Regions from separate parts of the Zea mays genome. Here all the other regions are linked to region 1. The links are chromatin contacts, called in public Hi-C maps. All regions are on one chromosome and are shown on one strand. Each heading gives the region's core, a stretch centred on a gene start, on an enhancer-like site or on the middle of the called end of the contact. The rest is flanking DNA. Distances are from core to core; before and after follow the strand shown.

Region 1 (2,932 bases), core at 142-2,641:
ATGCAACAGAGTGACAAACAACACGTGCATTTCCTACTTCAGTGTTCTTCAAATTGTTCTCACACCATTCATTACTAACAATGAGAGCTTTCATCCCTTGTCTTTGTTTCCACATATTAGCCAATGTAAGGAAGGATATTGCAAACAGAGTATTTGCATGCCTCACAAGATCTCTATCATTTGTCTTGGTCCTCATCAAGTCATGAATCATTCCATATCCATAGATAAATAAGGTAGAAAACTTTTCCATTAGCATCGTACCTACTAGGGTTGAGATGGCTAGGTGGGCTCACATTTTTATACCTGGGCCCAAATAAGTCGCCTGACTCAACTGCTGCGACTAGTCGTGACTAGTCGACGAGTCAAGCGACTGGTAGAGAAAGTTGAGTCGTTCAGATCGACTATCACCTCTGCACCGACTTCTCGACTAGTCCTCAACTAGTCATCGACTTTAAAACCTTGGTTTTATCAATAAATTATGTTGAAGATGTGTCATTTAATAGAATAATATCGAGAATAGAGGTCAACACTCAACGGGACGAGCTAGGCATCGAATTCAATCTAAGGAAATGTTGGCAATGTACGTGGATTGAAACTAATCATGCGCAGCCTATCCATCCATCCACGAAATTCAGCCAGAACTTGCGTCGTCAAATATACTTGATACTGCAATCATATCCTTTGGCATCGCAAAGCAACCAACCGAAATCAGTATCGAACTGAGATCCAATCTCCAACTAGGGAAGGAGTCAGCACCGGAATTCCCAACCAATCGAGCCTAAAACACAGGAATTCGCAGCACGCAGACTGCCAAAGCGCCCAAAATCGGTGGGGCCCGAATCGGCCGGTGCCAGGACGCAAATCTCTTCGCTACCGCCGGGGACGTAACCCAACCGGCACCCCAATCCGCGCCAGAGGGGAGGAGGAAAGGAGAGAGAAGGGCCGTGGACGTACCATGGCGTGGCGTTCGCCGGCGTTAAAGGAGGCTTTCTGCGCACCCATGGCGAGAGTGTAGAGCTGCGAGAGCGAGTTTGCGGCGCCCCGGAAGGCCCCGTAGAGCGCCTGGTCCGTCTCCTCCAGGCGCGCCGCCTCCGCCTTGCGCTTCTTCCCGGTCATCCCAGCCAGTCCCCTCAGGTCGTCGCCTCCCGATCCGTCCGGCGCCCGCCCAGTCCGGCGAGGGAAGGGAGCCCTACGGGACACCGCGGTGAGACAGCCCTGGCCCCCCGGCGGCGAGGTGACGTCGACGCGCACGAAGCGGCGGCTTTACGTCTCTCTCTGCCTGCGCTGTGTTTTTGTTTCCCGTCTCCTTTCCTCTCCTCCCCGACCCCGTGGTTGGTTTTTTTCTCCTAATATCCTATATCATCGCTCATATTGTCTCGTCTCGTCTCGTTGTGTCGATCAGAACCCACGATCCATATCCGATGGGTATTTACTTCATTAAGATATGTATATGGGCTAAATATTCTACTCGTAAGTTTATTATTGAACAAAAATCTTCACCCAATTGATAAACAGGTATTTAAAACGTTCCGCCTTCACACATACCCGTTAACCCGTGGGTATAAAATACCCAATATAAACTTAGCCCAAGCATGAACTTTGACTTTAGTCATCTAAATTTTTTTACTATTTAATAACCTTTTAGGCCATAATGTCATAGAAGGCTTAACGACAATTTAATGACAATGTAATGGAATATGTAATGTGCTATGTAGTACTATCCTAGTGTTATTACTTTATCCAATTATCTTTGGTGTGTTGAATGGATGGTTAAATGATGCTAAAAATTTTGTAATGGTATTTAGATAGATATACTTGACATTTGTATCATATAATATTTTGATAGATGTTTAGCTTTTGTGGGTACGGGTGACCCGATGAGTGACTCATATCCATATGAGTATGGGTATGGGGATAAATCTATTCCCGCTAGTGTATATGGGTGACCCGATGAGGTTATTTTTGTGTCGTGGGTATGGGTATGGGGTAGTAATACCCGGTGAGTATTTACCCATTGCCATCTCTAGTGTCGATGCGTCATGCGTGGTGTGGCTGGTGGGCGCGCGGATGCTGAGGCGGACGCTTGGGGCCCGCATGGCGGTGGGAGGAACGGGACGAGAACGTACGGCGCACGTGGTGCTTTATCGATTGACGACGTGGATGTGAGATACTGACATCTGGGACCATCGGACCCTGCCTGCGTGGCAGCGCCGGTGTCACGTCATTCTAAATAGAGGGTGTTGAGCAATACCACACGGTCTGTCCATAGACGTGGACGGTCCGTCTATAGATTGGATCAGACGTAACTAATTTCTTTTCTGTAGCAGTTTATCCCTCTAAATCTGCGGTTGTTATTGGAAGTTATTTAGGAATGGGACCAGACCTCCCCTATATATATTAGGGGTATAGCCAATTGAAATCACTAACAATCGAATTACAATCAATATTATAAGATTACCGTAAGTTGTATACATATCAAAGTGTTGTTTAATTTATGCTTGTCTTATTACAATGTCTATTTTCCTAGGACTTTATTTTTATTTGTATATATGTACATGAGAGTTATTCATCATTTCATTGCTAGAGGTTTTAGCTAAATAGTGATTTTAGTGAGTCATTATATATTGCTAGAAATCTTTATTAACATTAATCGTGAAGGTGTATCATATTAGCTAATGCAATATACCTAATGTGATGATTGAGTTATAGTAGCTAATGCAATATTCGTGGCAAATAGTGTGTGCGTGATTTTGTGTGTGTCGTGTCACCTATTTGGTCCACATCGAGACCCGATCTGAGACTCACGGTAGCTCTGCAGCGCTCTCCGATTTGGGTGGTAGTGGCACTGACATGGCATGGTTGGAGGTGAATGGCAAGTCGGTGCAAGGCGTGGGCCTGCTGTGGCAGTGCCACTGGGCGTCACGCCTCAACT
Region 2 (2,932 bases), core at 270-2,769, 950 kb before region 1:
TCCTATACCATGTTTGTTTGTATTGCTACGAATAACAGCGAGGTTACGAGTCACTTGAAGACCAATTTGGTACTTGGGAACCTTGAGTCGAAGACAAGTTGTGCCCTTGATCACTTTTCTTTACCTAATAATGTTCCTGTTAATCACTGTGACATGCTCAGGTTAATTTGATGAGACCCAATAGTTTTCCCCAGCATTGTTTATCCCCTACCTTGCAAACAAAAGCACTATTGGGTAGTTTTGTTATTGCTCTACCTATTTTGGCAAACTAATGTTACATTATGATCATGTTCCAGTTATACTATTGTTTTAATTATTGTTCATGACATGATCATTTTGTTAATTGGAACATGGAGCGACCACCCGAGAAAACAGTGCTACCACAAGGGTGGTATGGGACACCCTTAGCTGACTAATTAGGAAAACTAGTGGAAGACTACCTTACCCGAAAGGGGCAAGGGCGGTAGAGGAGCTGCGTATAGAGAGGTTTTCGGGTCGATTATGTTGCGATGACTTTTCGGACGAGGGATTGCTATATTGCCCTTCTGAGAAACCGTAGCGGGTTTTCGGAAGCTAGTGGAACTTTATAAAGGCCTCGTAGTGGTACCCTGCCTCGTCTCCTCGGTAGAGATAAATGGGAAGTCACGATCCCTTGGCAAATGGGTAACACGACTTGTGGGTAAAGATGTGCAACCTCTGTAGAGTGTAAAACTGGTATATCAGCCGTGCTCACAGTCATAAGCAACTCGAACCCTCATATGAGTAATTTATGGAACTAAACTTAATTTGTCATTTGCATTGCATTGTGGATATTATCATTAATTTTGATCTCTTATTTATTTGGGTTGGTATCTAGTTATACTTAGTAACTGCTAATAAAATTTTGACCAACTTTAAAAGCAATGCTCAACTTTAACCATCTCCTTTGGTAAGCCTTACACTTCACATGAGCTCACACATTTGGTGAGTTCATGCACATTATTCCCCACCACTTGTTGAGCGATGAATGTATGTGAGCTCACACTTGCTGTACTCACATTCCACCAGGTCAAGGACAGATACTACAAGATAAGGAGCATGATGGATGTTGCGTTGAGTTCGTGACAGGTCTAGACTGTCGTCTCCCGGTCAACTATAGTTACTGGATTGATGTTTTCGTATGATGTAATTATTTATTTATTTTGTACAGAACTTCTATTATATTATAAAGATGTGACATTCGTTTCTGTAGCATTAGTCATCATATGTGTGAGACTTTATCCCTGCACACATGGTGAATTTCACCCGTGTTTTGGACCCCTACAATCCGGATGAGACATTAATCTCTTAATAGATCTAATCTAATCGTCTTAGGAAATAAGAAGTAGGTGCCTGCTTATAGGACCAACGATCTCATAAGTCATATCCCGCTTGGACTCGAGTTCCACCAGCCAGCTAGCGGGACGGGACCGGCCCGGACTCGAATTCCTCAAGCGCATGGGCTAACTTTCCTTCGCGCCTGCCGTGGGCCGCTCGGCCGATACTGCGTGCCTCATCACGCTGCTCACCTGGGCCGACTCAAGCGGGCAAGCGCCCACGCTCCTGAAGCCGACCTGAGCACAGCCAGCAAACCTGCTCCCAGCCTTCCTCACGCACGCAAGAAGTATGCATGCACTTGCATGCCACAGTGCCTTGCATGGCTTGCTTGGCTCACTGCTAGCGCTAGCACGTCCATGCCAAAATAAACTCCATTTCCTGCTAATTATAGCTAGAAGCTAGCACGCTCATGTACGTATGCACTCGCACACGAGCCAAGGTGACAGCACCTTCACGCTATATATAGTTTGCTCACGCTTCTTGACACCCATGTCCTCAGGTGACGCAACTATACATCTCTTTCTGCGACTTAAACACAACATCCATCTTCATTTGCACGATCCCCAGGCTCGAACGTCTTGTATGATACCTTTGGCTAATAGAACCTCAGTTGCTCTCTAAACTTAGTGTTGGTGCCTTTCACTAGTAGAAAAGAGCTCAAAGCCTGCGGCACCCATAAATTATCACTGACGGTTTCAGTTACAGCGCGCCAGTAAAAAAAACCAGGTGGGCCCGGCTTGGGAACCGCCAGTGGAAACCTATTTCCACTGGCGGTTATCTTAACACAACATCCAGTGGAAAAGGATATTTCCACTGGCGGTTGGTGTAACACAACCGCCAGTGAAAATCTAGTTTTCACTGGCGGTTCTGTTACACCAACCGCCTATTTTCACTGGCGGTTGTGTTAAGATAACCGCCAGTGGAAATAGTTTTCCACTGGCGGTTTTTCAAGCCAACCACCAGTAAACTATGTGTTATAAATACCCCTCTTCTTCCCCCGACAGGAGCTGTATGCTCGCAGCCAACTTCCATTGGAGGCGATTTTGGAGATCCAGATTTCACAAAATACAAGGGGAGAGGTTTTGGTCTTCATTTTTTGGAAGAAGGTGGATAAGAAAGGTTGGTTTATGTTTCTTTGTCAATTTTTGTTCATTCTTGCTCAATTTTAGCCACATTTTGGATCTAGGGTTTTACATGTGAGAGAGAAGAGTATAGCTAGGTTATTTTCTCTATTTCCTCAAATGAGGTTGCTTAAGATGGTTAGATTTTGTCTATTCCCTCTCCTTTTTCATGTTTAGTTCTCAAATCAGTTTATCCATGACATATATTTAGTTGCTTAATGAATGGTGAATGTGTTGTATGGAGAGGGAGGATGATAGTTTTGGTAATTAAGATTGTTTTTATTAATTGTTATGAAAGGTTGGTTTAATTATGTTTCAATTGCCAATTATTGTTCATTTTTGCTCAATTTTAACTACATTTTGAAACTAGGCTTTCACCATGTGTTAGAGATAGGTTTGTGTATTAAAGGCATGTTTGGTTTGTGGCTAACTATGCCACACTTTGCCTAAGGTTA
Region 3 (2,932 bases), core at 319-2,818, 700 kb before region 1:
TCGATTTTTTGACAATCTAAACTTGTTATCCATAGAAAACAAATAATTATTCATCAGACACATATATAGTATAATTTATTATTCACATGTATGTATATGAATATATAATAAGGTATCTAATGATAAATTTTTCGTGGGTATAGATATACGGTATCCATACTCGTTATCCGATGTGTATATGACATTAGTATAGATCTATACCGACGAACATACATGGATACAAGTATGGATTTAATGTTGTCTTGTAGTTATGGATTTATAAACCATGTAATCGTGTTCTAACCATGTGATTGTTATCCCTAGTCGCACGGTACGAAATAAAAAAAACCAGCGAAAAACGAAATTTAGGACAAAATAGCTCTAAAATAGCGTTATTTTATATTTTTACAATATTTTAGTACATAAATATAATACTAGTGGGTTGCCCGTGCGTTGCGACGGCTTATAACAATACCTGTGTAAACTACCCACAAAAAAAATTTAAGATGTATTATTGATTGTCTCCGGTCTCCATATAATATTTTTTTGATTTGGTTAACTGATGTTATTGTTTACTCCATCCAATGTTGCGATAAGAAGAGAGTTCACAACTTAGAAGAGGGTTCACAACGACTGACTGAACGAACAAAGATTATAAAATGACATAATTCCACCATACAGAGACCAAATAAGAGAAAGTTTGTGAGCTCAAGTTTCTAAAATAAGTCACATGAACTCAAACTTATAAAAAAGATAGATCAAAATATGAAGTGATTGCTAAAATCAGGGATCAATAAAAACTTGATGCGCTCCATATAAATTATGCTACTTCGTCGCAATTACTAACGTTTAAAACCAACAAACAACCTTTCATTTTACTGTTAGCGTGACAAATCATTGTTGCTCCATCTAATTCAGCAACCTCAAACACCACCGAGTCCATTGCGCCAATGTGGTCTCAGAAACGACCTAATGCTTGCAAGAGCCAATAACATCGTGATGTGCTTAGGTTGTAGCCTCGGCCCGTAGTGCTGGTCCGGCCCGACACGATTATATATTTTTTATTTTACATTAAAAATGTATATACATATATACAATTTATATTCAATATTAAAAACATCTGAGCATGATGTTCTACTGGTTAGACAGCTTTACCTAGTGTCTCTTGCTCTTCTTCCATCAGGGCATGGGTTTGAACCCCACGTCCTGCACCGTTTTTAATATTTTACGCTGATTCAATCAGTCAACGGGCTAACGGACTGCGCTGACACAGTCAGCAGGTCGGCATGACATGCCTGAGACAAAGTTGTGGCCCACTGGTGTCTGGCTCATACAGGGCCGCCGTTTGGCTATCTATGTGCATCGGGTTAATTTAAAATAGATGTGAAGGGTTATTTGTAAAAAAAGAATGACAACCGTTGTAGATATATACATATACAAAATTTTGTTGCTATAAAATAATAAGTATTAAATTGAATAACCTTGTTTCTGCATATGCATATGTCCGCTCCTGCTAGAGGGGATAGAACACGCCATGTCAGGCCGCGCGCATGCAGGCGGGTGAGCTATCCTCTGCCATACTTGAATGCGCGCACACGCTCTGCCCGACGACGACCGCCCTAGCTAGGCCCTAGGCCGTAGCTAGCCATGGCCGACCATGCGTCAACCTGGCAAGGATTATTGCTGCATTTGTGGCAGCAGCCTGCCCTTGCCAGAGAGCTAGTTACCGGCGACGAGAGATCTACCGACCCGACGACGACGCCCGGGCCCGGCAGACCGGCCGTGCTCCCTGGACGATCGATCCAAAATCCGCACCACCAACTAACTTGCGCCGGCTCCGTGCGCTACGAATGAATGCGTTGCACCAGGTGCCATGCCGTCGCCACCACGTTCCACGCGCCGCCAACACGGGCAATCCGAATCTAGAAGGCTCCGTGTCCAATAATCCATCGGCTGGCCGGCCACCGGATCCAGCGCCATGCATGATTTGCTGGGGCGAGCGAGCAAGCACTGTTCACCATTTCGTTGCTTGCTCCCCCCTCTGTATGGTAATCGACAGCGACGCGGATCGTGAGCCGTCTCTAAACCATCATAAATGGATCGCGCGTACGCCTAGCTAGCTCCGTCGCTTGTCCTGCGGTTGGCATCCATCAATTAATGCGCGCTAAGATGCTCCATGCTGATGATGATGAGAAACATATACTTCTCTCTCACACATGCACGCCAGCTATCGGCCAACCGCGCGCCTCCGAGAAACAAACAACAGCAGCTAGCAGGGTACTGTACGCGTACCTTCAGCCCCGGCCCTTTTACTGGAGCATGAGCCGGTGTGTGTGGTCGACTGGTCGACAAAAAAGAAAAAATATATATATACAAAGACGCAACAGCAAAGATCGATCGATGCTGCAGTCAGTAACCTGCGGATTGTACTATCGCGCGTGGTATAGCGCCATCTTGTCAAAATGTCGCTTCAGGACGACATTCATTAGGCCTTACAGATTCACTAGCTAGAGAACAAGCATCCAAGGTGTGGTCATCTCATCCATCGTCGTGACTTTGATCTGCCAAAGGGCACCAATCGTTCATCAGTAAAGCCACCAGCTCCTTTAATTCTCAGCTCATAACTAGCTAGATTCTCATGCCAACCACTTGAGACAGTACGTCATTCATCGGCCGCCAGCTCGTACGTCCCACAAACGTGGCCCTCGGCCGGGCACTCAGCTCTCTTTTCTCTCCAAACGTACAGACGAATTACTAACTTTTATTAGTCATTCTAAAATAGAAATGGCATGCTATCACGCCAACACTTATTAACGCCGGCTTTAATTAGGCTACGTGTCCTGCACATCGCGTATATGGTCATTATTGAAAGCACTGTTTTGTATCTAGGTAACATTATTTGCAGAGTGGAGATAAAAGAGCTGTTCCAGACACTTGTAAATGAGTTTGGGCT

Evidence for each region. Hi-C and Micro-C count contacts between places; a contact is called where the count stands out from the background.
Region 2: a contact with region 1 is called in a Hi-C map of tassel, with 5 times the contacts expected there. The contact joins the enhancer-like site here to the promoter of LOC100282872 in region 1. A contact is called at or near these places in 2 of 25 Hi-C or Micro-C datasets (ear and tassel).
Region 3: a Hi-C map of ear shows a contact between it and region 1, with 10 times the contacts expected there. The contact joins the enhancer-like site here to the promoter of LOC100282872 in region 1. A contact is called at or near these places in 2 of 25 Hi-C or Micro-C datasets (ear and tassel).

Annotation. Positions count from the first base shown.
Region 1 is chr7:100,639,771-100,642,702 of Zm-B73-REFERENCE-NAM-5.0, reverse strand. It overlaps LOC100282872 (holocarboxylase synthetase), which reads right to left and starts at 1,391. Exons shown (of 3, transcript NM_001155778.2): 1 at 955-1,391. The coding sequence starts at 1,116.
Region 2 is chr7:101,585,353-101,588,284 of Zm-B73-REFERENCE-NAM-5.0, reverse strand. No RefSeq gene overlaps it. Among protein-coding and RNA genes, the nearest start is that of LOC103632635, 97 kb to the left of the region's middle. Within about 2 kb of position 1,519, at least 17 of the 20 cell types and tissues checked have an H3K27ac peak or open chromatin away from gene starts, as enhancers often do. A contact at or near this core is called in ear and tassel, where this site is marked.
Region 3 is chr7:101,342,232-101,345,163 of Zm-B73-REFERENCE-NAM-5.0, reverse strand. No RefSeq gene overlaps it. Among protein-coding and RNA genes, the nearest start is that of LOC103632634, 59 kb to the left of the region's middle. Within about 2 kb of position 1,568, at least 13 of the 20 cell types and tissues checked have an H3K27ac peak or open chromatin away from gene starts, as enhancers often do. A contact at or near this core is called in ear and tassel, where this site is marked.